Regions from separate parts of the Sus scrofa genome. Here region 1 is linked to region 2. A link is a contact called in public HiChIP or PLAC-seq data. All regions are on one chromosome and are shown on one strand. Each heading gives the region's core, a stretch centred on a gene start, on an enhancer-like site or on the middle of the called end of the contact. The rest is flanking DNA. Distances are from core to core; before and after follow the strand shown. Region 1 overlaps LOC106507923 (a long non-coding RNA gene). Region 2 has its middle 120 kb from the start of AKR1E2.

Evidence for each region. HiChIP or PLAC-seq counts read pairs in DNA pulled down with a chosen protein or histone mark.
Region 1: an H3K27ac HiChIP or PLAC-seq map of alveolar macrophages shows a contact between it and region 2. The contact joins two enhancer-like sites. A contact is called at or near these places in 3 of 47 Hi-C or Micro-C datasets (embryonic fibroblasts, mesenteric adipose tissue and subcutaneous adipose tissue) and 1 of 2 datasets of contacts at active chromatin or transcription factors (alveolar macrophages).

Annotation. Positions count from the first base shown.
Region 1 is chr10:66,716,175-66,720,573 of Sscrofa11.1, forward strand. LOC106507923 (a long non-coding RNA gene) reads right to left here. Exons shown (of 3, transcript XR_001304313.2): 3 at 4,043-4,399. Among named protein-coding and RNA genes, the nearest start is that of KLF6, 230 kb to the left of the region's middle. Within about 2 kb of position 2,392, at least 16 of the 83 cell types and tissues checked have an H3K27ac peak or open chromatin away from gene starts, as enhancers often do. A contact at or near this core is called in alveolar macrophages and subcutaneous adipose tissue, where this site is marked.
Region 2 is chr10:65,813,769-65,818,283 of Sscrofa11.1, forward strand. No RefSeq gene overlaps it. Among named protein-coding and RNA genes, the nearest start is that of AKR1E2, 120 kb to the left of the region's middle. Within about 2 kb of position 3,198, at least 29 of the 83 cell types and tissues checked have an H3K27ac peak or open chromatin away from gene starts, as enhancers often do. A contact at or near this core is called in alveolar macrophages and subcutaneous adipose tissue, where this site is marked.

The DNA.
Region 1 (4,399 bases), core at 1,142-3,641, 900 kb after region 2:
TTAATTATACCAATTAAAAAGGACTTTCTAAGAAGACAGTCAGTGGAAGAAGTTATGAGCAGGACATAAACGCATCGGAGGACTATTGAGGATGAGCGACAGCGTCAGGGAAGCACTTGCTTCTCTTCTGTCCCGCTTCTCGGTGCTCGTCCCGGCTCATCCTGCAGCCCTCGCAGCCCAGCCCCACAGCTCCGCTGACCGTGACCACATCCAGACAGAGTGCAGATGCCCTCTGGGCTCCCATTCACGTGGGCAAAGGAAAAGCTTCAGGGAGCCAGACAACACCCACTGTGAAATAACTAAAGGCAGGTAAGAACCTTGGCAACTCTGTGCCACAGGGGTTGCAGGCAAACTGTTTCCAACAGGAAAATAGCCAAAAGTTGACTCACAGAACAGGAAAAGGAGAGAGTGAAAAGCAAAGGGAAGCTGGCCCTCCTCCTCTCTTATAAAGAGAAATTCACGTTCTTAAACCAGTGAGCTCTCACTGATTGCCTGACAGAGTTATAACCATTCTTCCTTTCTTTCACTGAATTAAAGAAAGAGTTTCTCCTCGGATTTCTGGTAGACAGTCTCATTCACTGCTGGTCAGAGCCTGTCGTGGTACGGAATTTCAAAAAAGAATTTCTCAGTTTATAGCAATAGAACGTAACGTTGCCTGTGCCCCTAGAACTGGTAACTCCATTCCTAGGAGTATATCTTTACACAGAATACGACTTGTCGACAAAGATCCGTGGGCGGTGAGGTTCTCCCGAGTTATGCAGAACTGTTAATACCAGAGATGGGCAAGGCTCAGAGCAGGACTGAATAATTTAGGTACATTGCTAAGATAAAGTATTAACGGTCACTAAAAATAGTAGTGTTAAAGCAGCTTAAATTACTTGGAAATGGGAAGTGAATAAAAGCAGGATGTGGGCAGCCTGTTCACCTTGATGCATGGATACATGCCTATTTGACTTTACAAAGGGCATTGTTTACTTACGTTGCCATAGCAACGAAGAGAGGGCCACACCCACCCCCAAGATAACAGTGTCAGTGCTGCTGCTAAGTTTGGCCAACACGGATGAGTAGTAGTTCCTCCTCTGTATTTTGTCCTTATTTTCCAGCTGTTTTCAAAGGACTGTTAATCATTTCCACTAAAAAGGTCAATGCAGAGGTCTTTAGAAAGCGGCTTCAGGGATGAAATGGCTCGGACCTCGGGCAGGCCTCTCTGTCTCATCTCTCCTTTGGTGAGAGTGTGAGAGGGACAGAGCGGCCTGGACGGTACAGCCACTGCTGAGTGGGAATCGAACCATAAATCCTGCCCTTTAGCAGGAGAGGAGGCCCTCAGAGAGGGGGCTTCTCCCGGGGGCGGGGGGAGTCGGTGGAGATCTTGACGCAGAGGCAGAGGTCAGCTGGAGAGAGACAAGACGAGTGAGATGAATTCAGCACACTAACTCATTCGGCAAACCTTCATCCAGCATTCTCCCTTCTGTATGTTAAGTATTGTGTCAGATGTCAAGTCCATTCAGCCGTGCATACTTAGCTCGAGGGAAGCCAGGGCGCAGATGGAGGCTTTGGAAAAGCTGGTGGCTCAGCCCGAGTATTAGCTCAGGCCCCAGGAGCATGACGTGCACTCAGCTTTGCACAGTCAGGAAGAGAACAGCGACTCGGTGATAAATTAGAATGATTGGAGGCAGAATCCCAAGTGAGAAGCTTGCATGTGCCCAGCCCTGTGCTGCAAACTGCGAGAGCGGCAATAACCAGCCCCCAAACTGCTCGTCCTCCAGTATATCCTATGCGAACACAAACAGAGGAAATTTAAATGTCGGGACAAGACTGTGCATCACTTAGAAGGGCCACCCCCAGACTCAACTCAGCAGTCCCCCTTGTCTATTTGGAAAGGAAGTCTTTCCAGCCACATGCGTACAGACCCTTCTGGGCTGAACGGCATCTCCCCCAAGTCCATGTGTTGAGGACCTACGCCCCAGGAGCGCAGGAGGTGACTGTGTTTGGAGATGGGGTCTTTAAAGAGGGGATTAAGGTCAGTGGGGTGGGCTGTATTGGACAGGTGTCCTTAGGAGGGGCTGAGGACACAGGCAGGCACAGAGAGGACCCCGCGAGGACACGGAGAGCACAGCCCTCATGCCCGGGAGAGAGGCCTCAGGAGAAAGCAGCCAGGCTGACACCGTGACCTCAACCCCCAGCCTCCAGGAGGGGAGGAGACGGGTGTCTGGTGCTCGACTCCCCAGTCCGGGACACCTTATGAAGGCCACCTAGCAGTCAGCGTGTCACTTTGCACTGCTCTGGAGATGGAAGCGCCACTCTGATTGCACAAACTCAGTCTCCTTCCTTCTGGGCTGTCACTGCAACGAGACATCGCTGACATCTGACTTAACCCTCGACCCAGAAGTGTGTGGTTTTCCTGTTTAATTTGTTTATGGTGAAGGGCTTCCTTGTTTATTACAAGGCTTAGCATCTAGTCTTTTGTGTCAAAAGTAGAAGAACCCAGGGCACAGCAGTTTGATTTCTCGTCTCTCTCCACAGCCCGTTTCAGGTTCGGCGCCAGGGCGTTTAGGAGCCAGAGCCCAGGTCAGAGCAGTGCCGTCTCTGTGGTCTCCCCTGGATGGGGGGCCCTGGGTCAGCGAGCCCTTGGCCAGCTGTCCCCGTAAGAGGGGCTGTTGGCTGGGAAGGGACTGCCAGGTGTCCGAGGACACATGCGTATGTGCGGCGTCACGGGGACAGTGCCGAGCGGCTTCCCTCAGATTCTTAAAGGACATGTGGCCCCAAACACTTGCAGACTGCCAGGGAGCTTCGTGTACATCCACGGAGTGTGGAGGGTTTCGGCTCTACCGGCTCCCGCGTTCTCTCTGTTTCCCGCTGGGACCCCACCTCCGGGTGCCTTGGAAGCGGGAAGCAGCGAATGGCATCGCATGTGTGCCGGACTAGGGATTTCTACCTAAGCGGAGGTGTCCTAAGAAGTGGTCTGTGTGGGTCAAGCCTCTGGTGCCCTGACACCCACGTCCGCGTTTGGCTTAAGGCTTTTCTGGGGAGGCGTGTGGGAGCACAACCTCGCCCAGGCTGAGGCCCCTCCTTTGACCAAGCTTGACGCACCGATTCCAGCGCTGACACAAATGCCTCAAACGAACGCCTCCCTGGCAGAAGCAGGGTGACTCCTTTCTTTTAAGTATATTCCGGAAAGTTCTGGTCGGTTTGGAAAAATTGCAGCGCTGTTAGGTCATAGCAGTAGAACACAGATCTGACTGAGGCAGAGAACGAGCCAGTGAAAAAGCCACGGCGGCCAGGATACCCGGGTCCTGGTGCCAGGGTGCCCACGGGTAGATGTCTCGGCAGCTTCTCCCTGGGAACACACAGCAGCGTGGATAGAACCAGGGACCCGGTCTGACGTCCTCGCTGACGGAGGAGGCCGAGGGCAGTGCGGGAAGCCAGACCCTCAGACGGATGCACTGCTCCCGGGGCCGGAGGCGCTTGGGCTCGGCCTGGCCTTAACTGGCCGGGCCTCAGGGGTGTGAGTGCAGGTGCCGTTTGGTTGCTGAGAGGAAACGTCCCTTTTTTATGTGCGCGGTCCAAACCCAAGTGTGTTCTTTTTTTTTTTCTGAAGAGAAAATAATGCTCAAAAGTGATACAGGCTCTCTTATAATATGGTGTGTAATTAGATCCACGTCCATGAAGAGCCGGGGGGTCTAATCGACACATGTTTATTGAACACCCAGGTGAGCACACACGAAACATGGCGTCTCTGATGTAAAGCAGTAGTGGCGTGAAAGGCGAGGCCCGTGCTCTGGTTACTGTGTAGCATCCTCGTGGCCGCAAAGCTGCGTTGGTGAGCTCTTTACACGTGTTACGCCAGTGCGATGACAGGGTTGCCTACTCACACGTCTGACCTAAGCTCCAGAACGGCCCCCAGACCTGAGGCCCATGCAGGCCAGAGGCGCAGAGCCAGGACCATCACACAGAGCACAAGCACACCCAACTTTCGAAATCCGCCCACGCTGGGGACGCCCTGCCCACCCACCCCCACCCGCCCCCCGCAGCTGAGGGGCCTCAGAAACTGGCGTCCTCTTCCTGCCTCCATTTCTCGGCCTCTCACGGGGCCAGTAACAATGTGTAGCAGGGCCAGTCAGTATATGTGAAGGGCTGTGTTGTACCTGGAATCGGACAAGCCTGCAGTTTGCGGGAATGTGCAGAAGTAGAGTCTGCTGCAGCCTGACTGTCGGGGACAGCGATGTAGGTGGGGAGCTGCTTGGAGGCCTAGAGCACAAGGAAGCTGAGGAGCCTGCACTCAGTCGCACATTTAGGATGCACTTCTGGAGACCAAACAGCTGTCCGGCAAGTCTCACGTCTAGCAAGTGCTAGGCATTGTGAGGACAGGGCATGATTGTCATTCTTACCTTAGATCAGC
Region 2 (4,515 bases), core at 1,948-4,447:
GAAGACCAATTCCTGCTAAAGTTAACGATGGTGGGTTAATCGCTGCCAGATACGGAGCATCCAGGGACTTTGTGTTCATGGTCTGTTGGGTACACACCTGCAGTTAATGCCTGCGAGCAGAGACATCCCCCAACTGGACTCCTGGCCACTCTGCACAGCCCCGTGTTCCCCGAGAGTCACAGCTGGAAATCTGGGTGTTTTTCATTATGGATGCTCATCTCATGGGCTTCGTGTGACTTCTGTACCTCGGGTCATTTCTTCTCCTTGTGTTCCACACCACACTTTGGCTCCCAGGCCGACTTGGCAGCAATGGCCATGCCTATCCCGCCGGGCTTCCTGTCTGTTCGTGGGGGTGGCCAAGCCACGTGTTCCCTAATACTTTGTGATCAGTGAGGCTGGGGGTGGGGGTTAGAGGGAGTGGGAGGGAAGGCGGGCCAGCAGCTGGGGAGAGGGGGAGAAGGGAGAGAAGAGGGAAGGAGGAAGAGGAAGAAAAACCCGGGGAGACTTGAGGACGGAGAGCTACGGAGGAGGGCCCCTGGGGTCTGTGGTTCTGTTATCCCCCTGCCCCGCCCCCACTCTAAGGAGCCCCGGAAACCTCATCGTCTGTCACTCGCTCTCTCACACCCCCTCTCATTCTCCACCCTCGCCTTTTGATTTGGGGTCAAGAAAGCTAATCGCAACCCACTGGGCAGCCCAGGCTCCCTAGAGGTGAACCAGCCGCGGGGGCGGGGCAGGGGATGGGAAAGTGAAAAGGGGACAGTGCGAGCCTATCTCCCTCCTGCAGGCCTGCGGCGCCGCGTCCCAGGGGTGGCTTCGATCCCCTGGAAACCCAGTTTCTGCCCAGGGGCCCTCCCTCCGTGGCCCTGGCGTGTCCTGGGGAGGGTGGCTTCACACAGCTGCTGGACCCGGGTCATGTTCCCATCGCAGAAGCGGCATCGCAGACCCCCTGGGCAGCTGGGACATCCGGCTGGGAATGGTGGCTGGGAATGGTGGCTCGTCCTCTTCCGGAGAAGACCACCCACAGGGACCCCCTGGCCCAGGAGGTTCTGCCTTCCCTCTCCCTTGGGGGCAGCTGGTGGACAAGGACAAACTAGGATGTCAATGGATCCTGTCTCTGCAAGGAGGGTCTGGCGGTGGACTCTCTACAGTAAAACCCTCTGAGAGCTCTGTCTACCTCCTGACTTTATCCGTTGTTGTCGTCGTTGTTACATGCTCAGCTTGAGGACCAAGAGTGCCTAACTGTGACACCTAGGTCTCAAAAGTCAACCTTTGTTCCCAAGTGAAAGTAAATATTCTCCCGCCTTCATTCAGAAACAAAACCCACTTTTTGGGTTTCATAAAATTTATTCTTCCTGTTGACACAAGAGAAAAGTTGGCTGACTATGAGTTGATGCATAGAAGATGCGTTACATAAGGACATTATCCCTTTTTAATCAAAATTTTCAGTGAAGCCCACTGTATACGGGGATAGTCAAATGCAGAGAGGACACAGCGTTCCTAGCCCGTAGGCAGACAAGGTCCAAACTGCCGTCGGACAGCCGGGCCAAAGGCAATTGGCTCTGAGAGGAAAGGAGGCTGAAATCTACGTATATCTGTCTTCAGCTTATCGGCAGTAAGGAGTTAGTAGCCCAGACATGGGTGTTAGTCAGATCATAATCTTTCACATAATGTATCTCGTTTGATCCTGACAGTGTCCCCCAAATCCCGGCAAGTATACCTTTCTAGGTCCCTCCTTGGAGAGTCTTAAGGGGCTTCCCCCAGTAGCTCTACATGCACTAAGACGGAAGGACGGGTTAAAATCTAGGCAAGTAAGTCATGAGCAAGAAGAAATGCTTGTGTTTGAAAATGACAAGTTCTCATTTATGTGTCACCAACCCTAATCCAATATATTCCTGAATCGTATATTATTTATATGGACTTATTTTTAAAGCAATTGTCCCATGTTTTTAAAGCAGATTTAAGAATATGGTCTAAAAAAGCCTGGACCAAGTTTCAATATATAATGATGGAATCTCTTCAAATAACTCAACAGGCACTGAAGGATTCATGCTGACTGCGGTATGTCTCAGAGTCAGAATCTGCCATCAGGACATACGGTGTAGGTAGGTTTGCTTTCACATTGATTTTTCTTCTTGTTTCAGCCTGTGTGATTCCCTGACTACCACGGTTGAGGTGGCTGTTTTAATTTGGTTACGGCCAAGGCAAGGCTGTGTTTATCACCTTGCCCACATTTTTCCTTCAAACCAGCGCATGAAACTGAATTCAATGAGCACTGCTGAAAGCAGGTCTAAGAAAGGCATTTGGCTTCAAGGTCCTCTGCTGACCGTAATAAATTGCTCGTGAGACTGTAGATCTGAAGACTTTATTGTATCCAAACTGGCTCTGAGGAAATGCTGAATTTCATAAATAATAATAACAGCAATGACGATGAACTTGGATGTGTCAACTTTCCAAGCAAATTGGAGCTGCACGTAACTTCAAAAGGAAGAAATGCTTTTGCTAGCTGTGGACTTAGAAATGCAGATGTGTCATACTTTAGGCTCTTGATTAGAACAAAACCCTGACAAATGCAGAATCATTTGTAAAAATAGGCATGTGTGAATACTACACATATTCTACATATATACATCATATGCAGTATACACACACACAATACTATGTAAAACTACAGGTATAGAAATACGGACACAAACACAGGCATACATTTAAAAAGCACACTATAAAAATATATATGTTCAAAGATATAAAGTATGCTAAAGTACATAAATGCTATAAAAGTGTGCATGTAATATATGACTATTATTAGTACATGTATTACATACACATATGTAATATATTACACATTAATACCATTATTAATATTAGTAGTATATTCTAAGTATATAGACTAATATATTTTAAAATATATACTCTTTTAATACACACTATAGTATATACTGATGTATTTTTTAAAACTGAAAGAAACCTAGTTTCCTTTTTATTTGTGTTCCTACGGGTGGCAGCCGCTTTTTTCCGGGTCTCTCTCATTAGCCGTGATTAGGATATTCCCTAATTCTAAGTCCTCATTTCTCAGTGTAGACTGTGGGTCCCCAGCCTGGGAGGAGGGAGCGGGGTTTCCCGGTTTTATAAACACAAGTCTCCCTGGAGATTCCTACCAACAGAGGACGAGGCTCCCCGGACACTTACTGAGGGTGGCCACTAGGGGGCACAGGTGTCCACGTTTCTGCATTTGGGGCAGCTGTGCTTCCCTGGCGCTGGGAAACTCTGATTCAGATCATTGCTGCAATTAGAGTTTTCAGGTGAAGATTTCCCCGTCTTTTCAAGTCTTTTCAGCCTTGAAACAAATTACATTTTATCGTTGTAAAGGTTAATTCAAATTCAGTGAACAATTTGGAAAATACCTAAGGTAGGACCACAGAAACAAAACCAAGGATGACCACTAAAATTTCCATCATCAAGAAATAAATATTCTGACAATATTTTGGTTTTCTGCCTATATGTTTTTGTGTATTTGTGTGTGTGTGTATATATATATAATTATATTATGAAATGAATGTTACAAAATGAATATAAATGAAAATTATATTATGAAATACCCAAAATTATATAATTTAATATATAATGTATATTTATATCTTATATCATATTTGCATATACCATATCATTCATACATGTATAGTTTTCAAAAATGGAGATTGCTTTGAAATACTCAATTATATTCTGTTTCTCTTCTCATTTCATTTATACTTTTTCTCAGTTTGGGTGGTGAACACATACATTTCATGACAAAATATATGAGAATTGAGCACTCTGCAAAAGGGATTCAGCATTGTACTGACTGTGGGCTCCATGAAATAAAATGAGGGCAGGGGGTTCCCCTCACGGCTCAGTGGTTAACAAACCCGACTAGCATCCGTGAGGACGCGGGTTGGATTCCTGGCCTCACTCAGTGGGTTAAGGATCATGAGCTGTGGTGTAGGTCGCAGATGCGGCACAGATCCCGAGTTGCTGTGGCTGTGGCTGTGGCCAGCAGCTGTAGCTCCAATTCGACCCCTGGCCTGTGAACTTCCATATGCCACGGGTGTGGACCTAAAAAACAAAAACAAAAAAAAGAAAAGAAAAAAAAGAGGGCATATCTCCAATTTTCATCAGCACGTCTGGGTCACAGACTCAGGAGAGACTTCATTGCAAGCTCATATTCTACCCTACTTGCTGCAAAGAGCCTTAGCTAGTTTAAGGATGTCAAAATCTTAGCATATCCTATTGCTAAAAGCTCTGGTTTTACATGCGGTACCGTGGTACGACTTTTATGCCTTAGAACTTTCCATCTTGCCATCTTCCAGCCTTTGGAAGACATGTTTTCTGCAGTATTTACTTGGAATATTTTCCCATCATTTTTGTATTCTATTGGGTAACTTGGAAAGCTTGACTAATATAATCTTTCAGACTGCCAAGAACTAACAGGCAGAAATTAGATCAGCTAAGTTTACTCTTTCTCTTAATAAATATTTTGTG